Linked DNA regions of Xenopus tropicalis: region 1 is linked to region 2. The links are chromatin contacts, called in public Hi-C maps. All regions are on one chromosome and are shown on one strand. Each heading gives the region's core, a stretch centred on a gene start, on an enhancer-like site or on the middle of the called end of the contact. The rest is flanking DNA. Distances are from core to core; before and after follow the strand shown. Region 1 holds the start of gtf3c3 (general transcription factor 3C polypeptide 3). Region 2 overlaps maml1 (mastermind-like protein 1).

Region 1 (5,468 bases), core at 2,535-5,034, 65 kb after region 2:
CGCGGGCTGTAGTTTAAGGCATAACTGAGTTGCAGGCAGTCTTCTCCTCCGTCTTCTACTGTGTCTGGCGTTCTGCTCTGCGGCGTTAAGTGGCGACACGGCAACTGCTGGGCAGAGCAAAACGCCAACACAAGAGTAGTAGTTACGCGCAGACACACTGGGGCACAGCAGAACACGGACATTCACCGAATCCTGCGTCCTTTTATTAATGGTAGTGTACAATAGTTTAACTAACTACAGTTAGTATTAGTGTTTGTATATATAGTTTATGTATGTGAGTGTATAGATTGGTAAGTATAGGGTGTGGGTGCTGGGTTTACTTGGAAGGGTTGAACTTGATGGACTCTGGTCTTTTTTCAACCCTATGTAACTAAGCAGGGGAAGGCTAAGCTATGTTTATATTTAATATGGTACTCCAGTATACACAGTTTTTTATTAAGGTTTACTGTGCTTTTTTCCCGAAAATAACAGATTTTTTTTCTCCTTTTCATGCATTCTCTGTATTCTTTTTTTTTTTTTATTTGCTTCTTTATGCTGCAAAAGATTGCACATGGGGAAAAAATTGATTAACAATAGAAAAAAGACGAGGGGTAATATCGCAATTCAACTGAGAATCTAAGCATGATACAATGGTACTATATATATATATACACAGTATAAACTAGAATCCACAGATTACTGGTATGTGTGCAGTGTGCATGGGAATTCGTTGATGGTTTTTTTTTTCCAAACTATAGACCGGCCCCCCCAACAGTCTGAGGGACCCCTGTCTAAAAAGTTTGAGGACCCCCTGCCCTAAAAGAACGCACCACACAATACAGAGACAGCGCTGGAAACAGTACAGATTTGCGCATGTTTGAAGTTAAAAGAAAATGCCTGCCCATAATCATATTAAAGGAGAAGATAAGGTCAAAACTAAGGGGCTGATTTACTAATCCACAAATCCGAATCCGGAATGGGAAAAAATCGGATTGGAAACGAACATTTTGCGACTTTTTCGTATTTTTGCGATTTTTTTCGTCACCGTCGTGACTTTTTCGTAGCCGTTATGACTTGCGTGAATTGTCGTGACTTTTTCATAGCCATTATGACTTTCGTGAATTGTCGCGACTTTTGCATAGCCATTATGACTTTCGTGAATTGTCGCGACTTTTTCATAGCCATTATGACTTTCGTGAATTATCGTGACTTTTTCATAGCCATTATGACTTTCATGAATTGTCGTGACTTTTTCATAGCCATTATGACTTTCGTGAATTATCGTGACTTTTTCATAGCCATTATGACTTTCATGAATTGTCGTGACTTTTTCATAGCCATTATGACTTTCGTGAATTGTCGCGACTTTTGCATAGCCATTATGACTTTCGTGAATTGTCGCGACTTTTTCATAGCCATTATGACTTTCGTGAATTATCGTGACTTTTTCATAGCCATTATGACTTTCGTGAATTGTCGCGACTTTTGCATAGCCATTACGACTTTCGCGAATTGTTGCGACTTTTTTGTATTGAGCGCTTGAAAAATCCGCGACAATTCGCGAAAAAGTCGCAAAATACCGATCATTACAAAAAAAACACATTTGGACGCTTTTCGGACGTTCGTGGAATAGTAAATGTGCCCCTAAGTAAGCTTTATCAGAAAGGTCTATGTAAATACAGCCATAAGCACTCACAGAAATGCTGCACTGAGTCCTCTGTCAAAAGATACAGGATTTGTCTGTTTGTTTTCCTGTGCCAGAGACGCGCAGCTCCCTCCCCTCTCCTGCTCCCCCCTCCCTCAAGAATGCTAAGAACCCCCCCTTAGGAATGTATGATCTGAGCCAATCAGCAGGAAGCTTCCTCATAGTCTTACTAACTGAGGGGTCTTGGTCTCGGTGCAGGAGCGAGGCATTATGGGAACTTTCTTTACAGAGCTCAGTGTTTTTTTTTCCCTATGAGGCTTCTGATCATCTGAGCGGGAGAAATATGGGGAGACTTAAGGGCACTATTGAGAGAACTGAAGGTATGCCTGCAGCTTGGGATTAACTCTTTATTAGCCTTTCCTTCTCCTTTAAAAACACAGCATAAAAGCGCCACTTGTAGTATTAGCCTATGACACGTGCCACTTTGTGTCATCGCGCACATATCAGCGCTCAGGAGCAGTCGGGTTTGTCTCACAGTTGTGTCCAGGATCTTAAGAAGCGTCTATTTAGAAAACAAGCGCTTTCAGGAGAAAATGAGGTAGAATCATATAATCAAAAGTATTATTTTGCGGTCAGTATCACTTTAACGCTGCGGCTATAGCCCTACATGAAGCTTATTCAGGTGTGATTTTAATGGTGGGGCTTAGCATTAAGGCGCAGCTAATTACAGGTAAAGTTGGGGGGCCCTTTGGGGTAATTGGCCTAATGCCTGCATAGAGTGATGAGCAGAGGAATGTACCACAACACACGTCAGGGCACACTCATGAATACATTTCCAATGACAGGTTACAGGTTCTAGGTAGAACTATTACCCAGACTGCCCAGTACCTGCTAACCAGCAGCTCTGGGAACACAAATACACTGACTACTACCTCAGAACTACCTTAACCCACACTCATACTTTGCGTTTAAAGTTAATTTCGGCTCCTCCAATCGCTGTCCACTTTCTGTACTGCGTAACAAGTAGCGCCTCCCTTCATTGGCTACCGCTCCATATCCGAGAACCCTTGCTCATTGGTTGAAGAGTCTGCCAGTTATGAATTCAAACGCTCTATTGGCGGAGACACTGTCAAATTAGTAGACACGTAGCGCCTCCCTTCATTGGCTACCGAGCGATATCCGAGAACTCTTGCTCATTGGTTAAAGAGTCTGCCAGTCATGAATTCAAACGCGCTATTGGCGGAGACACTGTCAAATTAGCAGACACGTAACGCCTCCCCTCATTGACTACCACTCGATATCAGAGAACCCTTTCTGTTTGGTTAAAGAGTCTACCAGTCATTAATTCAAACGCTATTGGCGAAGACACTGTAAAATTAGCAGACACGTAACCCTCCCTTCATAGACTACCGCTCCATATCCGAGAACCCTTGCTCATTGGTTAAAGAGTCTGCCAGTCATGAATTTAAACGCGCTATTGGCGGAGACACTGTCACATTAGCAGACACGTAGCGCCTCCCTTCATTGGCTACCACTCGATATCCGAGAACCCTTTCAGTTTGGTTAAAGAGTCTGCCAGTCATGAATTCAAACGCGCTATTGGCGGAGACAGTCAAATTAGTAGACACTTCAGTGGCTACCGCTCGATATCAGAGAACCCTTTCTCATTGGTTAAAGAGTCTGCCAGTCATGAATTCAAACGCGCTATTGGCGGATACACTGTCAAATTAGTAGACACGTAGCGCCTCCCTTCATTGGCTACCGCTCCATATCCGAGAACCCTTGCTCATTGGTTAAAGAGTCTGCCAGTCATGAATTCAAACGCGCTATTGGCGGAAAGAGACACTGTCAAATTAGTAGACGCGTAGCGCCTGCTTTCATTGGCTACCGGGCGATATCCGAGTACCTTTTCTCATTGGTTAAAGCGTTTGCCAGTCATGAATTCAAACGCGCTATTGGCGGATACGCTGTCAAATTAGTAGACCCTCCCTTCATAGACTACCGCTCCATATCCGAGAACCCTTTCTCATTGGTTAATGAGTCTGCCAGTCATGAATTCAAACGCGCTATTGGCGGAGACACGTAACGCCTCCCTTCATTGGCTACCGCTCGACATCAGAGAACCCTTTCTCATTGGTTAATGAGTCTGCCAGTCATGAATTCGAACGCGCTATTGGCGGAAATTAGTTCCGGTTTAGTTCACCGCGTTTGTGTAGGAACACAATATCAGAAAGTAATGAAATATTTAGCAGTTTGGTTTAGCGGGTAAAATGTCTGGCTTCAGCCCTGAGCTCATCGATTACTTGGAAGGTAAAATATCTTTCGAGGAGTTTGAGAGGAGACGAGAGGAGAGACTCGCCTCGGAACCATTGCCCGGTGATACAGACGATCCAAATGTACCGACCACGTCGGGGGGAACCCTCCCAGAAGCTGTTGCCTCCAATGAGGAGGAGGAGGAGGAAACCTCAGACGGTGTTAGTAAGTCAGTCCACCGGGCATTTGCCTCTATGATTGGAGAAGGGGACAGAACAGGGGATGATGATGATGAAGAAGAAGAAGAAGAGGAGGAGGAGGAGGAGGAGGAAGAACATGGAGAACATCAAGTCCAGCCTCCCTCTGCTGGAGATGTGTTTGCCTTGGAAATGGAGCTTAACAGAGAAAACAAAAAGATGATGAGGGAGAAAAGGCCGCGTAGTAAACTCCCTAAGGTGCTGAGAGGCCTCATGGGTGAAGCCAACATTCGATTTGCGCGGGGGGAAAGCGAGGAAGCCATTTTGATGTGCATGGAGATCATCCGCCAAGCTCCCCTCGCCTATGAACCCTTTTCAACCCTGGCCATGATATACGAAGATCAGGGGGACATGGAGAAATCTCTGCAGTTTGAACTGATCGCTGCCCATCTGAATCCCAGCAACACGGAAGAATGGGTTAGGCTGGCAGAGATGTCCTTGGAACAAGACAACATCAAGCAAGCCATCTTCTGCTACGGCAAAGCGCTTCGATACAACCCAACCAACGTACGCTTTCTGTGGGAGAGGTCAAGTTTGTACGAACAAATCGGAGAGCACAAGTTGGCCATGGATGGATATCGACGCATCCTGAATCTCTTATCGCCTACTGACGGGGAGCGTTTTATGCAGCTGGCGAGAGATATGGCCAAAACCTATTATGAAACAAACGATATTGCATCTGCCATTGGCACCATCGAGGAAGCCCTTTCTAAACACCAGAACCTCGTCGCAATAGAAGATGTCAATATCGCGGCCGAGTTGTACCTCTCTAATAAACAGTACGATAAAGCACTTGATGTGATAACACAGTTTTCAGGCATTACGTTAAGTAAGAGTGAAACGGACGTACTGAATAGCGCTGAATCTGTGGTATGCCATATTCCCGATGGGGTTCCTATTGATATCACAGTCAAAATGATGTTGTGCTTAATTCACCTCAACATACTTGAACCAGTTTATCCATTGTTGACCTTTCTTATGGAGCAAAATCCTGAGGAAGTGGGTGATTTGTATCTGGACGTTGCCGAAGCTTTTCTTGATGTTGGTGAATACAATTCCGCATTACCGCTTCTTAGCGCTCTTGTGTGCTCGCTAAAATACAACCTTGCTGTTGTTTGGCTTAGACATGCAGACTGTCTGAAAGCATTGGGGCACATGGAGAAAGCTGCTGAGAGTTATAGCAAAGTTGTGGACATGGCACCTCTTCATTTAGATGCTAGAATATCACTTTCTACTCTCCAGCAGCAACTTGGACATCCAGAGAAAGCATTAGAAGCTCTAGAGCCAATGTATGATCCAGATACATTAGCCCAGGATTCCAATGCTGCACAGCA
Region 2 (5,706 bases), core at 1,245-3,744:
AGGACTCTGCGACGTCCTAGACTGCGGCCAGTTGGGCATTTGATTAGTCTGGTGAACGGCCTGCTGACTCTGTAGCAACTGGTCTCGCTTCTGTTTGGCTGCAATCTGCTGAAGCTGTTGTGCCGAGGACATCTCTTTGGCAGTTGGATTAGCCTGTCCAGGCATTAAAACATTGGGTAAAGATCTCTGCACATTTGGTGGCTGGTTGGAAGGTTGCATTATAGCCTGGTTAGAAGGCTCGGTCACAGCCTGAGCAGCTGCCTGGAACACTGCCTGGGAACCACCAACAACTGGAGACGCACTGCTAGCAGGCGCCGAAGGAGCACCAACAAAAGGCCCAGATGATGCCGATCTAACTTGCGGAGATCCATGGGACTCCTGATCAAATGCCGCAGGAGAAAACTCCGTCTTTACATGTATGTCTTGAGCCAGAGGAGTTTGCGTTGCAGAGTTTGAAGCATCAACGTCTTTTTTGTCTTCAAAATCATCATTGAAAAGGTCCTTCATATCTTCATCCGGTACAGATTTGTTAAGTTCTTCTATGAGCTCCTTCCACTCCTGCTCGTTCAAGTTAAGGTCTGGCATAAGGTTGTTCTGAGATATGGAACCACCCACCCCAGACAGCATACAAGGTAGATCGTCCACGGGTTCTTGCTTCACACAAAGAGAAAAGTCGTCGGCGTCTCCATTACCGTTCAGTTGCAGGCTGCCATCGGGAAGACACTTTTTACTGTGGCTGTCAAGTCCGATTGAGTGGTTCCCATTTAACTGCATGGAGTCTCCACTGGGAGGTTTGTTATCCAGCTGATTTAGGGGAGACACCGGAGGCATCCCATTTGAAGAACCAATAACACCGCCAAGTCCATCATCGTGCCTCAGTTTCTTAGGCACAGAAAACATGTCTCCGTAGCCATTCTGCTGATCGCCATTTTGTGGGGAAGCTGCATTATCCAGCTTTCGTTTAACAGTTTCATGGAGCTGCTGAAAGAAAAAAAATAGATTTTAATTACCAAAAATTGACTTTTCTACTTCCCAACTACTACTCCAGTACTTATGTTTTACTTTACATGCACCAAATCCCAGGTTTGTTTTAGAATTTATAAAATGCCTGACAAAACCAAACCTGAACCCAACGTTATGTGACCCACTAGACAAATAAAGGTGTCTATTTATTCTACTTTGGCCCAATTCTTTGTGGTGGGTTCAGTATCCAGATGAGTCCTAAAATTATGGATTTGGTGCATCCCCAATTTATTAATGTAACATAATTAGATTAACATTTATGTACAGCATTCATTAAAAGTTATACTGATACGGTTTAATAATTAGTAAGAATGTGGCAGTATTATTTCTAATAAATGCTTTTTTGTCGGGCTGTAATAGATGGGGCGCTTTAACATAGGCGTGTGCTAAAGTGACCCCGCAACCTGGCCCTATGCATTCATGTAAAACACTGTACATGTGGCATTTTTTTCACTAGACTAAAGGTAGGAGATCCAAATAACAAAGATCCCTTATCTGGAAAACCCCAGGTCCCAAGTATTCTGGATAACAGGTGCCATACCTGTAGTAGCATAATAAAGAAACACAGGTGTTTCAACCTAAAACCCCCCAAGTGATCATTTCCATATGAAGACACTAGAGGGCAGCAAGTGCTAACAGATCAAAAGCACACATTTAACAAAAATAGTAGCACCACCAACAGGGACATATTTACTTGAATCTGGAATATTTTCTCCAAGAATGATCATTTGCAGTTTACCAAGAGATGAGTTAAGGTGGCCTACACGTTACAATTACAATCTTTCCTGCGACCAGGCAAGATTTCTCTAGTGGATATTTGCCAAGAAACGTACAAGAATACATTTTCCCAAAAGAGAAATGTCTCCAGGTTAAGGCTGGCAAACTGCCATTAAAAAGGCAGCCTAGCATTGTGGCTTAGGTACCCGCTGCATGCTGTCTGTAAGCTGCAGATGTGAAGATGTTACAATTTGTAACATCAATGTTTTAGTCCCTCCTTCCCTGCCAGAATTTTAAATAATATAGAAAGAGAATGACTGTTTTGCAGCTGGATTTCAGCATATAGGTATTTATTCATACTTTTTGAAGGAACAAATTACAGTGATAATTCATATTGGAAAGCTGCTTAAAATGTTTTCTTACATTTGTGAGGGTCCTGGGCTGCTTCCCCTACGGACTAAGTAATCATCAGAAACTCACGCAGTGATGTAAAAACACCAGTAAAACCCATTCAGAGAACTGAAATGCACATAGGAGTTGAATGAGATGCCATATTTATCCCATAAAAGCCGAAACCACAAATGCATTTGATGCTACACACATACTTTTCCCTGCTCTCATTTACACATTCATGCTTCCCTTTCTATGCAGTGTGGCCCTAGGCTCCCAGCTCCTTTGTACAGAATGGGGTGGGAGTAAGTGCCTAGTGAGCAGCCACCCTCAGGCTTGTGGGAACTAGTTGTGCTGCACAACACAATCTGGCTACCTTGTAACAGGCCAACAACGTTCTCCGATTACAGTACAAACAGAGCAGCACCATAAACATTCCTGCCCAGCACTCACACTGCTGCTAGAATCTTTCAATTTAGGCTAATGGCACAGGGGGATGATCCTTGGCCTGCAGATTATAACATAGGGGCTGATTTTCGCCCTGCTTTTTATCGCCTTCCCCTGTGCCGGAAACCGGAGCCACCGCATCAGCCAGGGTGCAGGCACACAGAGCGGATTTTGGCACCGTGCATTTCAGCACCAAAATCCGCTTTCCTGTGCCTGGGGTTAACACAATGGCTCCACATGTGGTACAGGGAAAGGCTGATTGCCAGCACAGGGGCTGCTTCTTGTAATGCACTGATCCCCAACCAGTGGCTCGGGGGTACATGTTGCTCTCTGCCCCTTTTGATGTTGCTCAAAGTAGGCTCCATTTTCAAATTTCTGGCTTGGAGACAAGTTTTGGAAGCCCAGAGACAGTTTTACTCCAAGCAGAGGCTCCTGCAGGCCAGCAGTCGACGTGGGGCCACCAAATAGCCAATCACAGCCCTTATTTGGCATCCCCCAAAGATCATTTTTCATGCCTGTGTGGCTCCCCAACACATTTTACATCTCCATCTACAGGACAAGAATCAGCCCAGTGTGGCATCTGCTTTTATTAGAAAAGCAAATCACAAATCCAGATTGGGGAAATCAAAGGCAGGTGAAAGAGAGGCAACTGTACATTAAATACAGGTATATAATCTTATTATTTAGATGGCTTGGGGCCTGTGGGTTTTCCAGATAATGACTTCTTCTATAATTTGGATCCCCATACAATAGGTCTACTAAAAACATTTAAACAAAATAACAAGGATTGTTTTCTCGCCAATATGGATTTAATAAGCTACGTCACTATCAAATACAAGCTACTGTTTTACTATAGAGAAAGATCATTTTTGAAAATTGTAACTGCTTGATATTATATTTAATATTTATTATTTGTCCTGGTTTCATCTCTCTCATATCGCTCTTTCAGTGTCTCTTCCAACCTTCTCCGTATCACCTTCTACCTTACCAATGTGTTAGGGTTTCTCAAGGCTCGGTCCTGAGCCCATTATTATTTTCTCTCTATACTTTCTCCCGGGGCAAAGGGAAAAAATCAACGTATGTGGTTCCCAATAAGCACCTCTACCCTGACCAGTTTATACAGAGGTCTCCTTATTTCAAGCAAGAGCTCTTGGGGGGGGGGGGTATCTACCTGTCTGTCTGCTATTTCTGCCTGCAGGCTCATATACCTCAGAACTAGACTGTAAGCTCTTTGGGGCTGGGCCCTCTTCATCTCTTGTATCGGTTAATAGTTGCTTTGTATGAATATATACCCATTTATTGCACAGCACTGAGGGATATGTTGGTGTTTTATAAATATTTGGTAATAGTAATACGGACTATTGGAGACAACCTTCCCATAATATGAGCTCTATAGATATTAGGCTGAGGTTATTAGGTTGTCTATTTAAAAAAATATACGACTCATGTGACAGAGGCCCTAAATTTCAATCCTTAGTGCATTGATGTGGCCCTGCCCCAACGCTCTGCAGCGGCATTCCAATCCAATCATTGGCCATGCGATCAGCCCAATATAGCCCAACATAGAGGTATCCATATTGGACAAATTTCAGGTGGTCAAATTAACACAGGATGATAAACAGGGGACAAATATTATTCATGGCTCTTAACAGCGCTATATAATAAATATCCTTCTTGCATACGACATATGTTGCCAGGAAATGGCTTATTTGTAGGTTCTACAACAATTGACAACATTTTAATGTTGAAAAAGTGAAATTGTGTCCGCACTCTACACCAGTCCAATAAATGGGTGCTAGGTCCTTGATAAAGGTCCCCACAGGGACTGATTGTGTGTGTGTGTCCTGAGGACGGCTTGAATCTAAGCCGAAACGTTGAATTAAACACCATTTTTTTGCTTCATACAACTCCTGTGAGTGCAGTTTGTTTGTGCGCAGTAACTATGTTATCCATGCACCCAGGCAGTACCTGGAGTTACATATATACACTAGTGACCATCGGAGCTAATGCCAGACTGCTTGGATGGGTCTGGCTCCAATGTGTTATGAGCCTAAACATACAAATCTAGCCCTATTTTATGACTGCTTGCAAAAAAATTTGTTAGCAGTCAGCATTAGTCAGAAGAGGAGCATAATGATTTCTGAATAGAAGGAATTCTGTTTAACCTAGACAAACCAGTCTGCCAGCAATACCAGTATCCACTCCCTGCTGTGTCAGGGAAGCCTACGACTAGAGCCTGAGCACAGGGGGGCCAGACTTTGCCTAATAAAAGAGGCAGCACACCAAGCAAAATGAACCCAGAAATCTATGCCTTATGTATTACTGTTTAAAATATTTATACTTTTGATGCAGTAAATATTGGCACTGTTTTTTGCTTTACATTTTAATGTTAATCTCGACTACCATAAGAAATATTACAGGAAACATTATCTGCCCATAAACACTGTAATCATCGCAGAGTTATATTAAATAAGGCATTTTGTCAACAACTGATACAGCAGTGTCTATCTAACAATCCCCTATGTTATACTCATATCCCTAAACTTGAGTTGGTTTATTTTTGCAAGAGCTGAACACACATAAAAAAGGGGCTAAAAAAAGCAATAAGGTTTTCAAAAGACACAGAAAGAAAACTAAATAGACTTGTAATAATTAGACATGTAGCAAAACAACTGTATATAATAGGCCGCTGCAGGAATGCAGAAACAAAGCTTGTAGATTGTAAGCTCTTTTGGGCAGGGCTCTCTGAACCTCTTGTATCGGTTACTGATTGCTTTATATGTTACTCTGTATGTCTAATGTATGAAACCCACTTATTGTACAGCACTGTTGGCGCTTTATAAATAAATGTTAATAATAATAAAGCAAAACAATCCCAAAAACATTATAATGAGGGATGTTATCATGGAACCAAAGTGATCACCAAAACAATGTAATCTTAAATCACCACACATGAAGTCTCGGCAAGTCTGCTGGCCAAGCAGATCCTTCCTCCATCCGGGCAGCCAAGTGGTGGAACAAGTGCTGCTAAAATGATTGGTTGGTCCAGGCCAATGACTCAAACAGACAGGAACCTATGCAGGCTCATCAGAACATTACTAAAGGTCCCCATACACGTTGAGATTCGCT

The links. A called contact is a pair of places that touch in the nucleus more often than the background predicts.
Region 1: a contact with region 2 is called in a Hi-C map of liver, with 3 times the contacts expected there. The contact joins the promoter of gtf3c3 here to the enhancer-like site in region 2. A contact is called at or near these places in 5 of 5 Hi-C or Micro-C datasets (brain, gastrula embryo, liver and 2 more).

The regions. Positions count from the first base shown.
Region 1 is chr3:12,121,268-12,126,735 of UCB_Xtro_10.0, forward strand. gtf3c3 (general transcription factor 3C polypeptide 3) reads left to right here and starts at 3,785. Exons shown (of 1, transcript XM_002941793.5): 1 at 3,785-5,468. The coding sequence starts at 3,895.
Region 2 is chr3:12,058,002-12,063,707 of UCB_Xtro_10.0, forward strand. maml1 (mastermind-like protein 1) reads right to left here. Exons shown (of 5, transcript XM_004912749.4): 2 at 1-978. Among named protein-coding and RNA genes, the nearest start is that of ltc4s.1, 32 kb to the left of the region's middle. Within about 2 kb of position 2,495, at least 4 of the 11 cell types and tissues checked have an H3K27ac peak or open chromatin away from gene starts, as enhancers often do. A contact at or near this core is called in gastrula embryo and neurula embryo, where this site is marked.